2 separate regions of the Sus scrofa genome follow, and region 1 is linked to region 2. A link is a contact called in public Hi-C data. All regions are on one chromosome and are shown on one strand. Each heading gives the region's core, a stretch centred on a gene start, on an enhancer-like site or on the middle of the called end of the contact. The rest is flanking DNA. Distances are from core to core; before and after follow the strand shown. Region 1 has its middle 9.6 kb from the start of NFIC. Region 2 holds the start of CACTIN (cactin).

Region 1 (6,077 bases), core at 2,058-4,557, 220 kb after region 2:
GAAGTGGTTGCACCATTTGACACACCCTCCAGCAGGGATCAGGGATTTCAGTTGCCCAACATCCAGGGGCCAAGATGCATCATTTCAGACCCTATGAATGATGGGGAGCATGCCAATCAGATGGCAGCAGGGGTGGGGGAGAGGGCAAGGTGAAGGATAAATCCAGCAGAGGCTGGATTCTGCAGGGTGCTGCTGGCCCCCTTTCCCCCTGGAACCCCAGGGGGAAAAGCAGCTACAGGTTTGGGGTGGGGATCCTAAATCCAGACCTGAATTCCACCCAGGGCTTGTCACTTCCCTGTCTTGGCAGGGATGACCAGTTCGCCTGGTGACTCTCAGAGTCCAGGGCCTGGCCTCGGAAAGTCATAGATGGGGCTCAAGCCTCAAACCCCATGTTGGCCCTAAGTGATCTCCAGATGTGTCTGGTGGGGACATTTGCCAGTAAATGACTAGAGTCTTTGACTCCTTGTCCTTCTCTGCTTCTGGGTCTTTACCTCAAGGAACGAAGCAGGCGCCCAAGGCACTGACAGGAGTCACCCAGCCTGGGTTTACGTCCCAGTGGTGTGATCCTAGGCAATTCACCTCAACTTACTTAGCTTGTTTGCCCATCTGTAAATGGGCCTGGGGGGCACATGATCATCCTGGCAAGGATGAAATAGATGATATTTGCAAAGTGCCTAGAACAGGACCCACTGCAGCTCTGTCTTAGCAACTGGGAGCAACCTAAGCACTCAGCCTTAGGCAATCATGGGGGAGATAGCACAGGATGGGGGAGTAAGGCAAGCTCCCAAGAATTGTAAGTGGTGTGGGGAAAATACTGGCCATTCTATCTTCACGGGGGAGGGGGGAAATAGCAACAATTTAATAACAATGGCAAACACGCCTGCACCAAGCTCATTTCGTAGCCCACCACAGTTCAAAGCAATCCAGGGCTTGCAAGCTTTTTCTGCAAAGAGTTAGAGAGTGACTCTTTTCAGCCTTGTGGGCCAGACGGTCTCTGTGGCACACACTCGGCTCTGCGCTTGCAGCTGGAAAGCTGGTGTGGGCATGTCAACGAGTGGGCATGGCCGGGTGCCAATAAAGCTTTATTTATAAACACTAAACTGTGAATTTCATGTGATTTTCACTTGTCACAAAATTATTATTCATTATTCTTTTGAGGCCTTTCAACCATGTAAACATTCTTAGCTGGATGACTGAACAGAAAAAATCCAGTCCCCACCTCCTCCCACCCCATACATTCCCATGGTACAGGTGAGGAGGCTGAGGCACAGAGAGGTTGAGGGGGTTGCCCAAGGTCACACAGCCAGTAGGCCTTTTCAGTATTTTTCCAGGAGGGGTGGGGGTGGGGGTCCAGGCTTCCCAATAGAAGCCACTGTGCCCAGCTTCACAGAACTTTCTCAGCCTTCAGATGATCCCTCTGCCAAGCATCACTATTCCCTTTTGAACCCTCAAGAGCCCTGGGAGGTGCAGGTATCATTATGCCCATTTTATAGATGAGGAAATTGAGGCCCACAGGTGGCCCTGAAGCCCTAATAACAGCTTACATTGTGTAGGCAACTATTTTCGGCTATTATGCCATTTCATGCACAAACAGCCCTCCAGGCAGGCAGGAAACTCTCATTAGCTTGTTTGATGGAAGAGGCCTCACTCTGACCCAGAAAAGGAAATGACTTGCCCAGGATCACACAGCGGGTAAACTGCATGTCCAGGGGCTGAGCAATGCTGGGGCCCCTCCACTATCACCTGTGACTCTCGCCTGTACAGCATCTGTCTCCCTTGGTGGGGGTCAGATGTCTGATCTTTGTATGCTTTGCCTTGTCTCCGTCCCCTGGCTTGGGTTTCAGGCTGGCACGAACTAGGTCCCCGGGGCTGACATGTGGGTGAAGCACTTATGGAGATTCAACCTTTAAGGGGGGAGGCACCAAAAGCTCAGCTGTCAAGATAACTAGTCTTTTAAAGTATCTGCAGGGAGTTCTCTTGTGGTGCAGCAGGGGTTAGGGATTCAGCATTGTCACTGCAGCTTCAGCGGCTCAGGTCCCTGTTGTGCCAAAGGTTTGATCCCTGGCCCGGGAAATTCTGCATGCCACAGTACAGCCAAAAAATAACAATAATCTGCAGAAAATCTACAAGGAAGAAAATGCCATCTTTAAATAAAGTCCAAATTGGTATTACTGATTTTCTATTTTTTGGCCGTGCTCAGGCATGTGGATATTCCCAGGCCAGGGATTGAACTCATGCCACAGTAGTGACCAGAGCCACTGCAGAGACAACACCATATCCTTAAGCACTAGGCCACCAAGGAACGCCTACTGATTTTTTAAAATACATACATACATACATATAAATATATATTTTTCTTTTTACGGTGATGTCTGCGGCATATGGAAGTTTCCAGGCTAGGTGTCAAATCCAAGTTGCAGCTGCTGGCCTACACCACAGCCACAGCAACACTGGATCCAAGCCACATCTGTGACCTACACCACAGCTCATGGTAATGCCAGATCTTTCACCCATTGAGCGAGGCCAGGGATCAAACCCACATCCTCACAGAGACAACATCGGGTCCTTAACCAGCTGAGTCACAATAGAAAGTCTATACTGATTTTTTTTTTTTTTTTTTTGGCCTCCGGCTCCAACCTGAGGCCTGTAGGTCCAGAGAGATGGACGACTAGATTTGAGGGGGCCTGGGGAGGCACTGAGAGGGATGGGAAGAGCATCCCAGGTGGAAGGAACAGCCTAAGAGAAGGTATGGAGGCTGAGAAGCCTACTGAGTAGCTGGTGGGAGAAGGAGGAGCAGCCAGGTGGGGGCTTTGAAGGTCAGGTCTTCCAGGAGGCCGCCCCCCCCCCTTTCTGCAAAATTCAGGGATGCTGGTGGAGGATGAGACGCGCCATCAGCCCTTCCCGCCACCCCCCCTCCAGCTGCCGAGCGCAAGGCCAGGAGTGATTCAGAGTGAGCCTGGCCTAGGCTTGGCTCCAATCCCTTCCTCCTGCCAATAGCTAGCTCTCTCTCCTTTGGATTCAGTTGGAAAAAAAACAAAAAACAAAAAACCCTCTCCCCCCCCACCGCCTCTGCTGGGAGGAATTTGACATGGCAGCGGGCCCAGGCCTCCACCCTCCCCCAGGCCATCCTCTGCCAAGCACGACGTGGCCAAACTGGGGGACCCTCTGAGGATGGCACCCCGCACCCTGGACACAGAGGAGCTCCTGGCCTCAGCGATTCTTCTAGGGGGCCATAGTGCCCCTCCAGGACTCAGCCCAGCACCCCACTCCCCGCTCGGCCCCAGACCATCTGTTCATCATTGAAAACCTCAGCACCAGGGCTTGGTTGGCAGAGACTCTGGAGCTAAGAGGCAGGAACCCTGGGGCAAAATGCAGGAGGAGAGGGCTTGCCCAAGCCTCAGTGCCCCCTCCTTGCTCAGGGTGGGCCATGCTGGGCTTCTGGGCCCCCTGGGAGATCAAGACCCCTACATACGTCTGCACACACCCACACGGACCCATTTCCTCAGTTCCCCCCAACCCCGCCCCGCGGGAACCAGGCCAGAACTGAGTCCCAGCCAGCCGCCTAGCAAGGCCTCGCCAGGCCACGAAGTCTCCCCACAAACACAAACACACCCTGCCCCATCTCCCCCCTCCTCTAATTCCAAAAGCAGATCTGCTGGATGTGGAAGTGGCTCGTGGTTGCTGGAGGTGGCTGCCCTGCTGCCAGGACAGGGGGTCCTGTCCTGACCTTGGAGCCCTGGGGGACCCCTGCCTGGTTCTTCTTGCTACATCTGCTCTTCCCTTTCTCAGCCCAGTGAACCCCAGGGGCTCCTCCAGGACAGTGTGTGGGAGCGCACAGGGCAGGGGGCATGAAAGGGGACAGAGGCTGAGCTGGAGCAGTGTGGGGAGGGGTAAAGATAATTAAAGTCGGAGTTCCCGTCGTGGCGCAGTGGTTAATGAATCCGACTAGGAACCATGAGGTTGCGGGTTCGATCCCTGGCCTTGCTCAGTGGGTTAATGATCCGGCATTGCCGTGAGCTGTGGTGTAGGTTGCAGACACGGCTCAGATCCCACGTTGCTGTGGCTCTGGCGTAGGCTGGCAGCTACAGCTCTGATTCGACCCCTGGCCTGGGAACCTCCATATGCCATGGGAACGGCCCAAGAAATGGCAAAAAGACAAAAAAAAAAAAAAAAAGATAATTAAAGTCTTCTCTCATTACTTCATCCATCAACATTTATCCAGCCCCTAATGTGCACCAGGCGCTGTTCTGGGTACTGAGGATACAACAGGGAACAAGAGTCAATATTCCCACTCTCATGGAGCTGAAAATGCAGTGGTGGGGGTTAGACGTGGAGGTGCAATTTAATAAGCTGAGGCCTGAAGGAGAGGGAGCCATGTGGGGGAGAGTCTGGGGTGGGGGAGTGTTCCAGAAGGCACAACCCTGTGCAAAGGCCCTGGGGCAGGACGTGACTGGTGTGTTGGAGGAACAGTGAGAAGGGCAATATGGCTGGAGCAGCGTGAGCGAGGGAGGAGGGGAGGGCAGGGAGGAGGCAGGAACGGGTCGTGCAGGGCCTCATGGGCCCACCACCGGGAGGACTTGGGCTTTTACCCACAGGGAGGCAGGAGCCCTGGAGAGCTGAGGGCAGAGGAGGGGCGGGACCTGACTCTGGGGCTCACAGGCGCCCTCTGGCTACTGAGGGCACGGGTGGGGGGGGGGCAGGATGAAGACAATGTGGTGGTCCAGGTTAGTGGTAATGGGGGCTGGATCAGGTGAGGGCTGGGTACCTACTACGTGCCAGCTCCTCAGGTAGGTACTGTCAGCCTCTTATTTGACGAATAAGGAGATGATGGCCCAGAGAAGGGAAGGACCTCACCCCAAATCCTAGTTTTTAGATGTCTACAGACATCTTCCCACTGTCTAAAACCCTCCAGGGCTTCCCACTGCCCTGCACCACCTGCCTTGTCCCCTTCCTGCCCTCCCCTCCTCCCTCTCTTCCCTTCACTCTCTCCGCTCCAGCCCCATGGACCTCCTCCCTATCTCTCTAACACACCAGGCACAGTCCTGCCCCAGGGCTTTGCACGGGCTATGCCTGCTGCCCTGACTCCTCTCCTTGCAAAGTGACTTTTCCTCTACATCTGTCTTGTTCATCTTCACCTGCTCAGTGCCCAGACGTGGTATCGGCTAAGTAAGTGTTTAGGTAATGATTTACTGAACTTGTAAGTATAATTCTGGCTTTGATAAGGTGATAACAGCCCAGGGGCACATATCCGAACAGGGAGCTCCTTCAAACCAACCCTTAGGCCTCCAAGTTAGGAAGGACCAGCAGAGGGATGTCTGTGAGGGACCAAGAGTGCTGGATTTAGGGAACCAAAGGGACCCATTCATTGGTCCAATGGGCTTCGCCTCCAGATGGGGCCTGACTCGCTAGGGCATTCTCATTGGTCAGAACATACCCAGCCGTGTCCTGATAGGCCACACAAACAAGGCGCCTTCTCTGATTGGGTCCTTCTTCTTCCTCGGCCGTCCCCGTGCCTGGGATTCCACCATTTGTCTTTGTGCCCAGTTCTGAGTTGCTTTTTCTTTCCTGGCGGTGCCCTCGGGGCCGAGGAGGTGGCACTGCCCAGGCACGCCGGCCCGCCGCCCTCAGATTTTGCAACTGTGGCATGCCCTGGGATCCTTCTTCCAATTCCTGGAACCCTGGCATGGCCCGCGGTGTTGCCTGCCCGCCCCTCCCCAGGTGGGCCCAGAGTCGTCCGCAGCTGCGGATGCCCGGGGCGGCAACAGGGCCTGGCACTACCCTGAAGTGCTATGATCCCTCTCTGAGCCTGAATCCTCTTCTCTGCTAAAGGAGCTGGCTGAACCTTGCCGAAAGTGCTTGAGAGATTCTCGAGGGGGCGGTTCTGCCCCCCCAGGGGACACTGGGCCCCGTGGACACTTACAGGGTGGGCTTTATTTATTCTCCTAACAGCTAAGGGAGGTGGGAACAAGGAAAGCGCGACAGGTTTATGAGGCACCTTCTGTGTGCCAGGTACCTCCCGTGCCTCTTCTGCCTGTGACTCCATCACACACACACACACACACACACACACTAAATCG
Region 2 (6,624 bases), core at 3,785-6,284:
CTCCCCGTCAACTACCTACGCCTGATACTGTGAACGCTCCTGAGTTTCCAATCATGTATTTATTTTGGGTCTTTATTCTTTGCACAGAGATGGCAGCACACGTGTGTTTTCTTAGAAAAAGAAAAAAAAAAAAAAACCCCACAATGGAAAAGAAGAAACTATTCCACTGCATTTTTGGTTCTTTGCTGTGCTTGCATGTGTCCCTGAGGGAACCAGGTTCTTGGCTCTGGGGACCTGTGCTCCAGTGGCCCAGGTGCCCCAACTAGAATCCACTCCAAGTCCGGCCAGGCACCTGGGACAGAAGGCCCTCCAGGTCCAGGCAGGTCCTCAGGGCCCCTCTGGAGGCTGCCCACTGCACCTTCCAGGTGCTCCTGGCTCAGGTTTTTGGGCCAAGAGCTGGACACCATCCTGGAGGGTGGGTGACTTGTGGCTCCACGCTGTCACCCCTGCCATCTCTCACCACCTGTTTCCCTGGTCCCGCCTCCCCGGTCATGAGCAGGAGTCACCAGGTGTGACTAGAACCTCCATGTGGACGCTCAGCTGCCCCGTCTTGGTGGAGCTCAGGGCTGTGGGCTTCCCGCTCCATCGAGCCATGGGAGGAGGCGGCTGGGCCGTCAAGCCACAGGACTCTGGAGAGCTGTGTCTTGGAGCAGAGCCCTGGGCTGCCCAGCCTCCAGGAACAGACCCTTCTCCAGTAAGAGGTCCCCCCAGGACTGGGCATCCTCTCACTTTTAAATGATGGTGACACCTGTGCCGATTGAAGGACAGGAGAAGAAATCCTTCGTGAAAAACAAGTCTTTTGGGATGGTCATCTTCAGCAGGGGTCCAGAGCCCCACAGGGCGGTCTCCAGGGACCCTCCCCCTCCCCCACACTGTGTCCACAGAGGGGGCTGTCCTTCCTGAGAGGTGACCCATCAGGGATGCTGGCCCCCTGCCCACTCGGCCCTGCGCAAGAGGAGCTGGGAGCCAGCTTGAAGTAGAAGTTGCACCTTCTGGAATAATTCCTCCCCACCTTTGCCTCCTGGTGGAGCCTGAGCTGGAGAGCCCGCCGACCCAGGAATCTGATATTTCAAGTCCATTGCAAGGTGGACACTGCTGTCCTTCTGCGACACAAGTCCCTCCCTCCCCTCGCATAGCCCACTTCGAGCGCCAGGATGGAAGCTGGTGGCTTGGCTGCCACCTCTCCTCCCACGAGAACCAGGCTGCGGCCCCGGGGCTCTCCCTTCACAGGGCCACTGGGCACACCACAGCCTGAAGCTCGGGAGGAGGACCCTCAGAGGCCCTGTTAGAACCAGCCTGCAGGCGTCTCAGACAAGCAAAACCGTGTCCACCCCTGCTGCCCATGGAGTGTGTGGACTCCTGACCGTATCCATCCCTCCTGCCCATGGAGTGTGTGTCTGGACCCCCAAGTTTCCTCGCCTGGACTTGGCACCGGCACCTGTCTGCAGTGCCCCACGTGCACACCGCCAATCTGAGCCTGCCCCACCCATGAGGGGGGAGGCCAGCCGAGAGGGCAGAGGTCCGAAGGTGACTGACAGGGACTGCTGGATGTCGTCCAAATGCTGACATTGGGAGTCCCTGCCTGCCCCTACAGGGGCCAGGCACAGAAACACGTGGCATCCCAAGGGGATGACCTGAGTGGAGGCTCCGCGTCCAGGGCGCCCTCAGCTGCGTGGAGCTTGGGGACCTGGGCCCCTTGGGCTTTCCTGAGTGGCCACGGGACAAATGCATCCATCAGATGCTGACTTGGAGATATTTGCAAACCTCCAGGATATCATGACGTTTTTGTTTTTGTGCTAAGTCACAAACACCCCTTCAGAGACCTACTTTGTGTTGGTTGCATTCTTTGTCCCTTTTTCAGAGAACTGTCACGTGGATGCAAAGTGGTCCGTGGACTGAGCCAGCGGGATGCTTGTGCTTATGGTCAGGGTATGGGTGTTGAGGCAAGACCTTATTTATAATGTGTAGCGGACTCACAGCCTCCTACAGACCCGGGGCAGGGAGGGCCCTGGACCCACCCAGCTGTCGCCCCACCCCCAGGATAGAAATCTCTCAACTCCTTGGCGATGCCCTGGTTCTGTCCTGGCTCATCCCTGCTGGCTGCTGTCACCGAGAACATGGCATTGTCTGCATTGCTGTACTGTACAAAGGAAAGGCGTTTTCTGAGACAAGGTGGAACCTGTCATGTGTCACCTGCCAGCCTCCATTCTCTGCCTCCTCTTGCCCCCTCCCTCTACCACCTGGCTCAGTGCAATACTCCCGTCCTGGTGGGGTCCCTTGCCATGGTACTGTCGCTGCAGCCCCTCGGCCCCCACCCCGGGACGAGCACCCTTGGCCTCCTCCCTGGTGGTTCAGTTGCATCGCCTGTCCCCACCCCAACCTCGTTTTTATGGCTGAACTGATTTCGAAACAGCAAAACTGCAAACCTTGTGTGTCTTAATTCTCTCCGGGGGTTCTGTGTGCTCAGCCCCCGTGGTCTGGTGTGTGACAATCTGGAGCACAGTCTCCTCAGGCACAGGATGTCGTCCCGCTCAAACCCAGAGCTGTGGGCGCCTCTGTGACCCTGCAGCCACTGCTGGCCCAATAACACTTGTATGCAGCCCCAGACCCCCAGCCCCTGTCCCGCTCCCCCACCTTTTTACGTTGAAGAGATCTCTCTAATAAATCGGGTAATAAGCGTCAACTGTCTCGCTGTACAACAACTCTGTGTGCATTCCGATGGTCTGGGTGGGAGTTTAAGGACTGACTTTGAACAGCAAAGAGAAACTTTAGTAAGAATTGAGAGAATTAAATAACAGCAACAACAACAGACCCTACTGCCTTAATGGCTGTGGCCTCCTTTGGGTTATAGTTCAGCTCGGAAAAACACTCAAAGGAACAAACACTCAGATTTTGTATTTGTCCTGCCAGAGTCACTCAAGTTGAGTAATGCACAGACCCATTTTAAGAGGAAACTATTTCTCCCAGACTCCCTATTTGAGAAACTCTGTGCTGGAAGTAATATTCTGTTTATAAGCAAGCTCTTGGAGACCCCGTTTTAATCACAGACTAGAGAGCATGGCTAGTTTATACACTAGACTTGTAGGTGATCTCGATTGTGCTCACTTTTTGTTCACAGATGAGGATTCAGATACTCTCAAGGATGTGTCTGCGTTGTGAAAATCATGTTTGGGACCATCCTGTCACCAGAACAACCCGTATTCCATGACAGGCAGTTATCAGGGGTTCCCTCTGTGCCCTCACCCCTACCTGAATCTCAACAACAAGCAGAGCATACAAAGCTAGCATTTAGTGTTGTGTTAGGGAGTTGTGTTACAAGATGAACGTTTAAAGGAGCTCCTGCTGTGGTGCAAAAGAATTTGCAGCGCCAAGACACAGGTTCAATCCCTGTTCCGGCACAGTGGGATAAACGACCCAGAGTTGCCACAACTGGGGCTTGGATCTGATCCCCAGCCTGGCAACTCCATATGCCTTGGGGTGGCTGAAAAAATTAAAAAAAAAAAAAAAAGATAAACATTGAAAGAGGGCAAAGCTGAACCACCAAGTTCAAATCCCAGCTCTATGCTGTCTCATTGGGCACAGAGGTATTAGAATAACATTCCTGGAGTTCCCATCGTGGTGCAGTGGTTAACGAATCTGACTAGGAACCACGAGGTTGTGGGTTCGATCCCTGGCCTTGCTCAGTGGGTTGAGGATCTGGTGTTGCCGCGAGCTGTGGTGTAGTTCACAGACGTGGCTCAGATCCCGCATTGCCGTGGCTCTGGCATAGGCCGGTGGCTATGGCTCTGATTAGACCCATAGCCTGGGAATCTCCATATGCCACCGGAGCGGCCCTAGAAAAGGCAAAAAGACAAAAAATGACATTCCTTCTCTGGTCCTCACTTTCCCCATCTACAAAATGGGTTGATGGGGAATTTAGGTTTTTTTTTTAAGCTTTGACTCCACAACCTTGTAGATCAACTATATTTCTTTCTTTTGTCTTTTTAGGGTCACACCCGTGGCATGTGGAAGTTCCCAGGCTAGAGATTGAATTGGAGCTGCAGGCGCCAGCCTACACCATAGCCACAAAAATGCCAGAGCAGAGCTACCTCTTTGATCTATACCACAGCTCACAGCAATGCTGGGTCCTTAGCGGGGCCAGGGATTGACAAACTTTCGTCCTCATGGATACTAGTCGGGTTCTTTACCAGTGATCCATAATGGGAACTCCCTCAAATATATTTCAATAAAACTTAAAAAAAAAAAAAGCAAGAGTTCCTTTCGTGGCTCAGCAGTTAACGAACCTGACAAGGATCCATGAGGATGCAGGTTCGATCCCTGGCCTCTATTAGTGTGTTAAGGATCCAGCATTGCCCTGAGCTGTGGTGTAGGCTGCAGACGCGGCTTGGATCCTTCGTTGCTATGGCTGTGGTGTAGGCCGGCCCCTGTAGCTCTGATTGGACCCCTAGCCTGGGAACTTCCATATGCCGCGGGTGTGGACCTAAAAAGCCAAAAAGAAAAAAAAAAAAAGCTTAACCCCTGAAACACAGTAAGTATTCATTGGCGGGTGGTAGAGCATGATGATGACTCTCACAGAGGGTCAATCCAGCCTCTAGTGCTTTTCGGTCCCCATCCCAGCTCCTTGAGCTATCTGGACGAGAAACTCCCCGGACACGCCTCCCTTGGCCACGCCTTCTATTGACCCCGCCTCCTAGGCTTCACCCACGCTGGCCCCACTTCCTCTCTGGACGGGCTTCTTCTTGGTCCCGCCTCATCAGGCTCCGCCCCACTCGCAGTTCCTGATTCGCTCTTGCTCAGCCCACAGATGCAGGTTCCCTGAGGCGCGAGGACCCACCTGAGCCTGCCCTTAGTACTGCCTTAAGAGCGAGTCCCCCATCCCTGGCGGCGACAGTCCGGCAGAAGTCCGTCACAGAGGACCCACTTAAGGACAGTTTGGAGGTTACGGGGCTCCAGAGTCCCCGCGGTATGGGGCTGCGGGATGGGTTCCTATCTTCCTGTTCAGGCGCGGACGGGGCAGCGAGGCACGCGCCGCGAGGGAGGAAGGCCCCCGGCGCAGGCCCCGGATATTTGTGTCAGCGCCGCCGGTACCGTCCCAGCCGATGGGTCGGGACACACGCTCGCGTTCGCGGTCCGCTGGTCGCAGGAACCGGAGACAGCGGAGTAGGAGCGGAAGTCGGAGCCGAAGTCGGAGTGGGAGCCATGGGCGGAGAAGCCGACGGCGCCGGGACGACGAGGGGCGGCGCAGGCGGAGGCGGAGGAGCCGGGATCGCAGGTAGGGTAGCTGTGTGAGCCGCGCTGGTGGGTCCGGCTCCAGCCCTCGGGGAGTTGGGAGGCTCCGAGTTAGGGAAGACTTCTTGAAGAAGGGGACGTCTGAGCACGTCGGAATTAACTAGACAGCGACAAGAAAGTGAAAAGCATTCCAAGCAAGGCACCTGGTAGCTGGAGGTACAGCAAGAAGAGCAGTGAGCGGGGCGGAGCGGAGTAGATGAGTTTGGAGAGAAAGTAGGAGACCAGATCGTGCAGTCGTGCGTACCGTGGTAAAGGGTTTGACTGTTATCTGGAGGGCTGTGGAGGATTTTGAACCAGGGAGTGATGTGATCTGGATTACCTTGCAGAACTCCCGCTTGCTTTCGCGTGGAGAAGGGACTGAGTGGGTACGCAAGAGTGACACCAGGGAGGAAAAAAATAGTACAGCTGTCCAGGCAACAGATGATGATGGCTTTCGGGAGAGGTAGGCTGTAATGAGGTACACTGGGAAAAGTAGCTCAATTTGAGAGGGATTTCAGAAGGAGAAGTGACAACCCTTGCTAATGGAGGTAGGCTGTGAGAGGGGAGAATTGTTGATGATGGTGGCAGAAGTCAGTTAATTCCCCAGACTTGGTGCTTAGCTTCCCTTCAGCCCATGGTCCTTTTCTTTTGGAGATGAAACACCTGGATTGAGTTGAGTCTGCTTCAACACAAAGAAATCAGCACCATGATAGGGACTGACTCTCAGACCTGTGTCCCAGTGCTGGCTCAGCCCATAACTGGCTCTGACACTCAGGCCAATCCCTGCCCCACTACGGTCCATGTTTCCTCATCTCTGTCCCCAAGACCTAAATGGGGCTTCTCCATCCATATGCACTGTCTCCTATTACTCCAGCCTGTTCTTCACACATAACCAGACTGGCACTAGTCAGACATAGCTGATCACCCTCTAGGTTTGAGATCTGGCTTTTCCTTTTGAGTCTCATAGGGTTATTCCCATCCAGGAATTCTAGGAAGAAAGAAGGTAGCAGAAATAGTAAAGAGATGGTTTAAACCAGGGTTTAGGAGTCCCAGTGCAGCAGGTTGAGAATCCGACTGCAGGGAATTCCTGTTGTGGCACAGCGGAAGCGAATCCAGCTGGTATCCATGAGGATGCAGTTTTGATCCCTGGCCTTGCTCAGTGGGTCAGGGATCAGCGTTGCCGTGAGCTGTGGTGTAGGCCAGCAGCTGTAGCTCCAATTCCACCCCAAGCCTGGGAACTTTCATATGCTGCAGGTGCAGCCCTCAAAAGACAAAAGCTGAAAAAAAAAAAAAAAAGAATCCAACTTCAGCGGGTCTGGTGCCTGCAGAGATGCAGATTTGATCCCTGGCCCTGTG

Evidence for each region. Hi-C and Micro-C count contacts between places; a contact is called where the count stands out from the background.
Region 1: a Hi-C map of embryonic fibroblasts shows a contact between it and region 2, with 3 times the contacts expected there. The contact joins the enhancer-like site here to the promoter of CACTIN in region 2. A contact is called at or near these places in 4 of 47 Hi-C or Micro-C datasets (embryonic fibroblasts, epiblast stem cells, omental adipose tissue and 1 more).

What each region holds. Positions count from the first base shown.
Region 1 is chr2:75,269,059-75,275,135 of Sscrofa11.1, forward strand. No RefSeq gene overlaps it. Among named protein-coding and RNA genes, the nearest start is that of NFIC, 9.6 kb to the left of the region's middle. Within about 2 kb of position 3,308, at least 41 of the 83 cell types and tissues checked have an H3K27ac peak or open chromatin away from gene starts, as enhancers often do. A contact at or near this core is called in embryonic fibroblasts, omental adipose tissue and retroperitoneal adipose tissue, where this site is marked.
Region 2 is chr2:75,044,216-75,050,839 of Sscrofa11.1, forward strand. It overlaps CACTIN (cactin), which reads left to right and starts at 5,035. Exons shown (of 11, transcript XM_021084098.1): 1 at 5,035-5,272. The coding sequence starts at 5,100. PIP5K1C (phosphatidylinositol 4-phosphate 5-kinase type-1 gamma) reads left to right here. Exons shown (of 18, transcript XM_021084102.1): 18 at 1-2,683.